Regions from separate parts of the Sus scrofa genome. Here region 2 is linked to region 1. The links are chromatin contacts, called in public promoter capture Hi-C maps. All regions are on one chromosome and are shown on one strand. The core of a region is the stretch at or near the end of the contact, and the rest is flanking DNA. Distances in the headings are between cores, read along the strand shown.

The links. Promoter capture Hi-C pulls out the DNA fragments that hold promoters and counts their contacts.
Region 2: a promoter capture Hi-C map of liver shows a contact between it and region 1, with 4 times the contacts expected there. The contact joins the promoter of RMND5B here to the promoter of CLK4 in region 1. A contact is called at or near these places in 1 of 5 promoter capture datasets (liver) and 1 of 47 Hi-C or Micro-C datasets (heart right ventricle).

The regions. Positions count from the first base shown.
Region 1 is chr2:79,728,092-79,730,840 of Sscrofa11.1, forward strand. CLK4 (dual specificity protein kinase CLK4) reads left to right here and starts at 1,369. Exons shown (of 13, transcript XM_021084353.1): 1 at 1,369-1,526. It also overlaps the pseudogene LOC106507310.
Region 2 is chr2:80,245,729-80,248,477 of Sscrofa11.1, forward strand. It overlaps RMND5B (required for meiotic nuclear division 5 homolog B (S. cerevisiae)), which reads right to left and starts at 1,336. Exons shown (of 11, transcript NM_001243800.1): 1 at 1,272-1,336; 2 at 976-1,095.

The DNA of each region.
Region 1 (2,749 bases), core at 119-2,618:
GTGCCCTTCTTTCACTTAACAAGGTTAAAAAGTACAAGGTACAGACCCATATAATTGGGAGGTTCAACTCTGCCCTCCTATATTTGATTTCTGATTTTTTTTATTGACTGTTTTTCAGAACGTGAAATCCCCTTGACACTTTTCAGTACTAGCAGAAAAGTTCCTGACTCCTTCCTAGCATTTGGCACTGTAAGCTTTCCCTCCTTTAGGCTTGCTCTGACACCATACTCTTGGCTCTCCTCTCCTTCTGGTCATTCCTGCTCAGGCTCTCTGTCCCTTGAAATGATTTTGGCTTTCTCTCTTCTCTCTCTACAGGCTCACAACGGCAAACTAGGGATTCTTAGAAACTGCAAAACACCTTGAGGTAAGCAAGCTCCTTAATGGGGCTTACTAGCTCTCAGACATTATTCTGCCTTGGTTAAATAAAACTGACCCATAGGGACAAATAATGTGGTAACCTTTGTTAGGGAAACTTCCAGCTACCAAATCCTGCCCAGGCACAACAGGAAAAACCTTGAAAGGAGTCCCAGTTTAAATTTCTTTTGATATTGTTGTGCACAGGCCTTAAAAAGATAAGCACCCCTGAGCTTATTTCCCGAGACATTCTCTTCGAGCCCATTTTTAGACAGAAGTTCCAAGCGACTGAATTACACAATCTCGTTCACTGAACTGCCCCCAGCGCCAACCTGGGCCTGGCACAGAGCGGGTCTGGGGGCTTATCTCTCTTGTGGTGACTGTGTCTAGAGTTCAGGTCCTTGGGTAGGCGGAGGGCAGGCAGCCAAAGTGCCAAAGGCTGAAGAGCAGAAAAAGGAGCCATTGTTGGCTTTGCCTAGAGGTGCTGCCTTCAAAATAACTCGTCCTGGAGTTCCCCTCGTGGCTCAGTCGTTAACGAATCCAACTAGGAACCATGAGGTTGCGGGTTCGGTCCCTGCCCTTGCTCAATGGGTTAACGATCCGGCGTTGCCCTGAGATGTGGTGTAGGTTGCAGACGCGGCTTGGATCCTGCGTGGCTGTGGCTCTGGCGTAGGCTGGTGACCACAGCTCCGATTAGATCCCTAGCCTGGGAACCTCCACATGCCGCGGGAACGGCCCAAGAAAATGGCAAAAAGACAAAAAAAAAACCCCAAAAACTTCTCCTGAAGGAACAGACACGCCACAGCTGAGGCCAGTGCGCCGGCACTCGCTCCAATTTTCACCTAGACTCCAAAAACGAAAACAACCTAGGGCGTCGCCTGAGCTCCGGCGGGTTTCGGGGCGGGGACCTCCTGCCCCGCGCAGACGCGTTGCGGCGGACCGGGCCCGCCACTGACGTCACAGGAGCCCCGCCCTTTAGGGGGAGCGGCGGGAGCGCGCGAGCTCTGTCACGCAGGCGCGTTCGCGGGTTGTAGGTGGTGCTAGAGGCTGCCGGGGGGTTGTAGGGAGACGGCGCTGCCGCCATTTTGTGGGGTGTTTGTCGCAGCGCCTGTAGAGAGAAGACGGCGGTTTGGCGGCCTTTCGCGGCCAAAAGGCCTTTTGCTTTTGCGGAGGTAACGTTTCAGGTGGGGTGTACTGGGATGGGCGGCCTCCCAGTCTTATAGGAGTCAAAGCCAGGTGTCGGAAAAACGACCGGGTTCAAGGCCTCGGCGACCGGAGTTCTTTCGCGGCACAACTCTGCTCGTGGCTTTTAAAACCTGAAGTTGCCCAGATGTCATGGTAAATTTAAAGTCCTAGGGCGGAAAGACCTCGGCTCTGCTGCTTATTCTTCACTGGGAGCTCAGGCTGCTCGCATCAAGGCTGCGGAGGCCTTTGCTCCTCCCGTCGGCCACAGCGAGGACCTGTCGGGAGGCCCTTCGAGAGCCGCGGGGGGTTGTGTTGTGGTAGACCCAGCGCTCCCCTCTGTGCCTGGTCTCGGTCGCCGGTAGCATTTGGGTGTTTTCCGGAGTCGCATATCTGTCCCTGTCTGTGAGTGAGCCAAAGGCCCTGGGCGGGTAGGCGGGGGTCGGCGACCGGGCGTCCGAGGAACTGCAAGTCTGCAAGTCCAGGATGGTGGAAATGAGCACGGGAGAGGCAGAAATACTGAGAGGCTCATCCTTTGTGCGGAACTGTATTTTTCCTAAGGTGGAGCTTACCCTTGTGCGGCAGATCTGTATTTCTGATACTTGTATAGCTTGCTGTCCTTGATCCTTAAGCAACCGCTATATGCTTGTCTGAGCCTTAAGAAACAGCATTCAAAACTGCCTGGGTCAACCACCTGGTCCTATTTTATAGCTATGTTTGTGTGATTGTGTTCCATACATACAGCCACAGGCTTCGGCTTCTTGTTATTTATTAAATGCAGTCCTCTTGGATCCATCTAATTGTGATATTTCTAGCCACATTAAATATAGAGAGAGTGCATAAAATTGTCCGCATAAGATATGTCAATCAGAATGCTCACTTAAATCAATAATATAGAGTGTTAAAGGGCAGTAGAGAATCAGATTCCTAAGATGGATATAAACCCGTAGATTTATTCTATCTGCTGTTTTTATTGAAGTATGTCTGGTGATTATAACATGTAGGATTCTTTATTAATTAGAGATGGTGTAACAATTCTAGATTTTCTTTTTTGTGTATGCGAAAGAACCTTGTCTGTGTAACCAGGGTTTGGGATTTTTCTCTTGGTCTCCTGAGGTAATATTTCTGAGCATTATTAGTTGGGGGAGGGGGGCAGAGGACGCACAGGGGACTTCCTAACAGTTGAATTAAAAGTAGTGAACTTAGCTAGAGA
Region 2 (2,749 bases), core at 86-2,585, 520 kb after region 1:
TTTATCCATTTTCACCCTACACATCACTCCTCTGTTTAAAACCCAATAGATTCCCACTGTACTTAGAATAAAAACCCTTCTTTTTTTCTTTTTTGGCCACGCCCAAGGCATGCAGAAGTTCCCAGGCCAGGGATTGAATCTGCACCAGTGACAACACTGGATCCTTAAACCACTGAGCCACCAAGGAACTCCACCACCCTTTTTATGCCCAAAATCTCTCTCTCTGCTCCTACCATTCTCCCCCTCAATGGCCATATTCCAACCACACTAGCCTTCCTTCCATTTCTTTTCTTTGTCTTTTTGCCTTTTTTAGGGCCGCATCCGTGGCATATGGAGGTTCCCAGGCTAGGGGTCTAATTGGAGCTGTAGCCACCAGCCACAGCCACGCGGGATCCGAGCTGCGTCTTCGACCCACACCATCGCTCATGGCAACGCCGGATCCTTAACCCACTGAGCAAGGCCAGGGATCGAACCCACAACCTCATGGTTCCTAGTCGGATTCGTTAACCACTGCGCCACGACGGGAACTCCTTCCTTCTATTTCTTGAACATCAGTTTATGTCTACCTCAGAGCTTTTGCACTGGCTGTTCCCTCTGCCTGGAACACTCTACTCCCAGATCTTCCTGTGGCTAGTTCCTTATCAGAGTCTCAAACGCAAACGTCATTTCTCCAGAGACGCTCTCCTAGACCACAGTATCTAATGCTGCCCCCTCTGCCCCACCCCACACCTGTCGCTCTATCAATTCACCCTGTTCCTTATTCTCATTGCACACCTTTTTTTTTTTTTTTTTTTGTCACATTTTTTGTCATTAACCAAAACTGGAGCGAGGTAAAAGCCCACCGTTTTTCTGGACGTCAGCCACCACTGGGAGTTTCACCTGCGTGAACATGCAAATTGCTGGCAAACTCCTACTCATCCTTCAAAAGACCTTAGTCGAATGCCCTGCCTGGCTCCCACGTCCGTAACGGGTTACCTCCGACCCCGCCGGGTCGCACTAGATTGGGACGTCTGAGTTCGAGCGACTCCCCCAGCAAGGGTGGCTCCTCGAAGGTTCTGAGTTTGTGAGGGTCCAACTCCCAGCCTGGGCCGACGTCTGTGGAGAAAACAAGGGCAAAGAGGACTGGTCGGGGGGCTTATTCGCGGGGCTTCAGAGAAGACCCGGAGGCTGGGAGTCTAGCGAAACACGGGCCCCCAGCGCCCGAGTCCGTGGTCCCGGCGCGCCCTGCCCTCTAGTCGCACCTCCCCTCCCGGAAGCTCGCGGCCTCTCACCTGGTCCCGCAGCCTTGGCCCTGGCTTCCGGCGCCGAGCCGCTGCCATCGGAACCGGAAGCTACTGGCCGTTGCTCCGCAGCTCCGGACTCGCCCACTCGCGGCTTCAAGGAGGGGTGGCCAAGCCTCCCCCTCCCGCGTGCCAAGGTTGGAGTCGCCCGCAGGATCCCCGCGGCAGCTGGCTGCCTCACCTCCCGAAGTCGGGACGCTGCGCAGGTGCTCCCCTGGGCCCTCGGGGCCGCCGGCAGAGCCCCGAACCTTCCCTTCAGCGGGAAGGAATCCGAGCGACCCACTTGCTGGCCAGCGGGTGTGCGCACTGCGGCGCCTCGTTCAGAAGTCTTAAACCAGAAATGACTGTGCCTCCCCCCCCTCCCCGCCCTCCAACTTCGTTTAAAATAAAGACATTTGAGAACTATGTCTAGATACTCATATTGCAATAGAACAAAGGGTGGGGGGGAAAATGTGTACATGTAAGAGTAACTTGATCCCCATGCTGTACAGCAGGAAAAAATAAAATATAAAAAAATAAATTAAAGACAGTACTGAACAACACAATGCCTGTAAGCGATCCAACGGTTAGGCTTTCCCGCGACAGCGCCTTGATTCTCTTTTTGAAATATCAAATGATGTTTAAAAGAAAAGTTCCTCTTTTCTGCCCTATCCCTGCTGCTCCTCTAAGCCCGGACTTAATACTCTGGGCGTTCAACAGAATTAAATTCTACTGTGAGAGACCGACCCCCTGCTCTGCTGCCCTCCATCGGTCGCCCTCCTTTTGGAGTTGGGGGGGAGACGGGTTGCACAATTGCCCTAAGGAGGGAGAAATAAGGATTGGGAAGGAGGAGAGAGGAAGCAGTGATCCCAAACGCAGGCCAAGACTGAATTCCCCCTCCCAGGTCCCCTTCCTCTGCAGGGAAAAGGCAGAGAAGTTTCCCACCTCCTCCTCAGACTTAAGGGACTTGGACTAGAAAGAGCGCAAGAGAAAAGACTCGGTCTCATTTTCCATAACTTCCTGCTCTCTTTTAGACCAGATTCATTCCAGGGCATTTTACCCTCTAACCCTCCACGCCTCCTCCCCACTCCCATAAAACACGCTTGCACAATCTTGGTTTGTTTTCTCTATAGCACTTGCACAATCCAGTCCTGTTTTCTTTATAACATTTAACTTTAAATTATCTTGAGCGTATATTTGCTTATTCTTGTTCTTCCTGCCCCTAACACCCCACCCCCCTACACACACACACACACACACACACACCCTCTTTTAGGATAAAAGCTCCATCCAGGCCAGGACTTTCTAATCATCGCTGTTATATCTCCAACATTCTCCAACATATGTGCTTGGAACACAGTAGGTGTGCAGAAATAGTCTGAAGTGACCAGTATCCTCCACTTATGAATGAGGAAACTGCGGCTCCAAAACCTGACGAAACACGCAATGAAGAGGGCGGTGCACAGCACCTCCTGGAGCCCGCGTGAGCG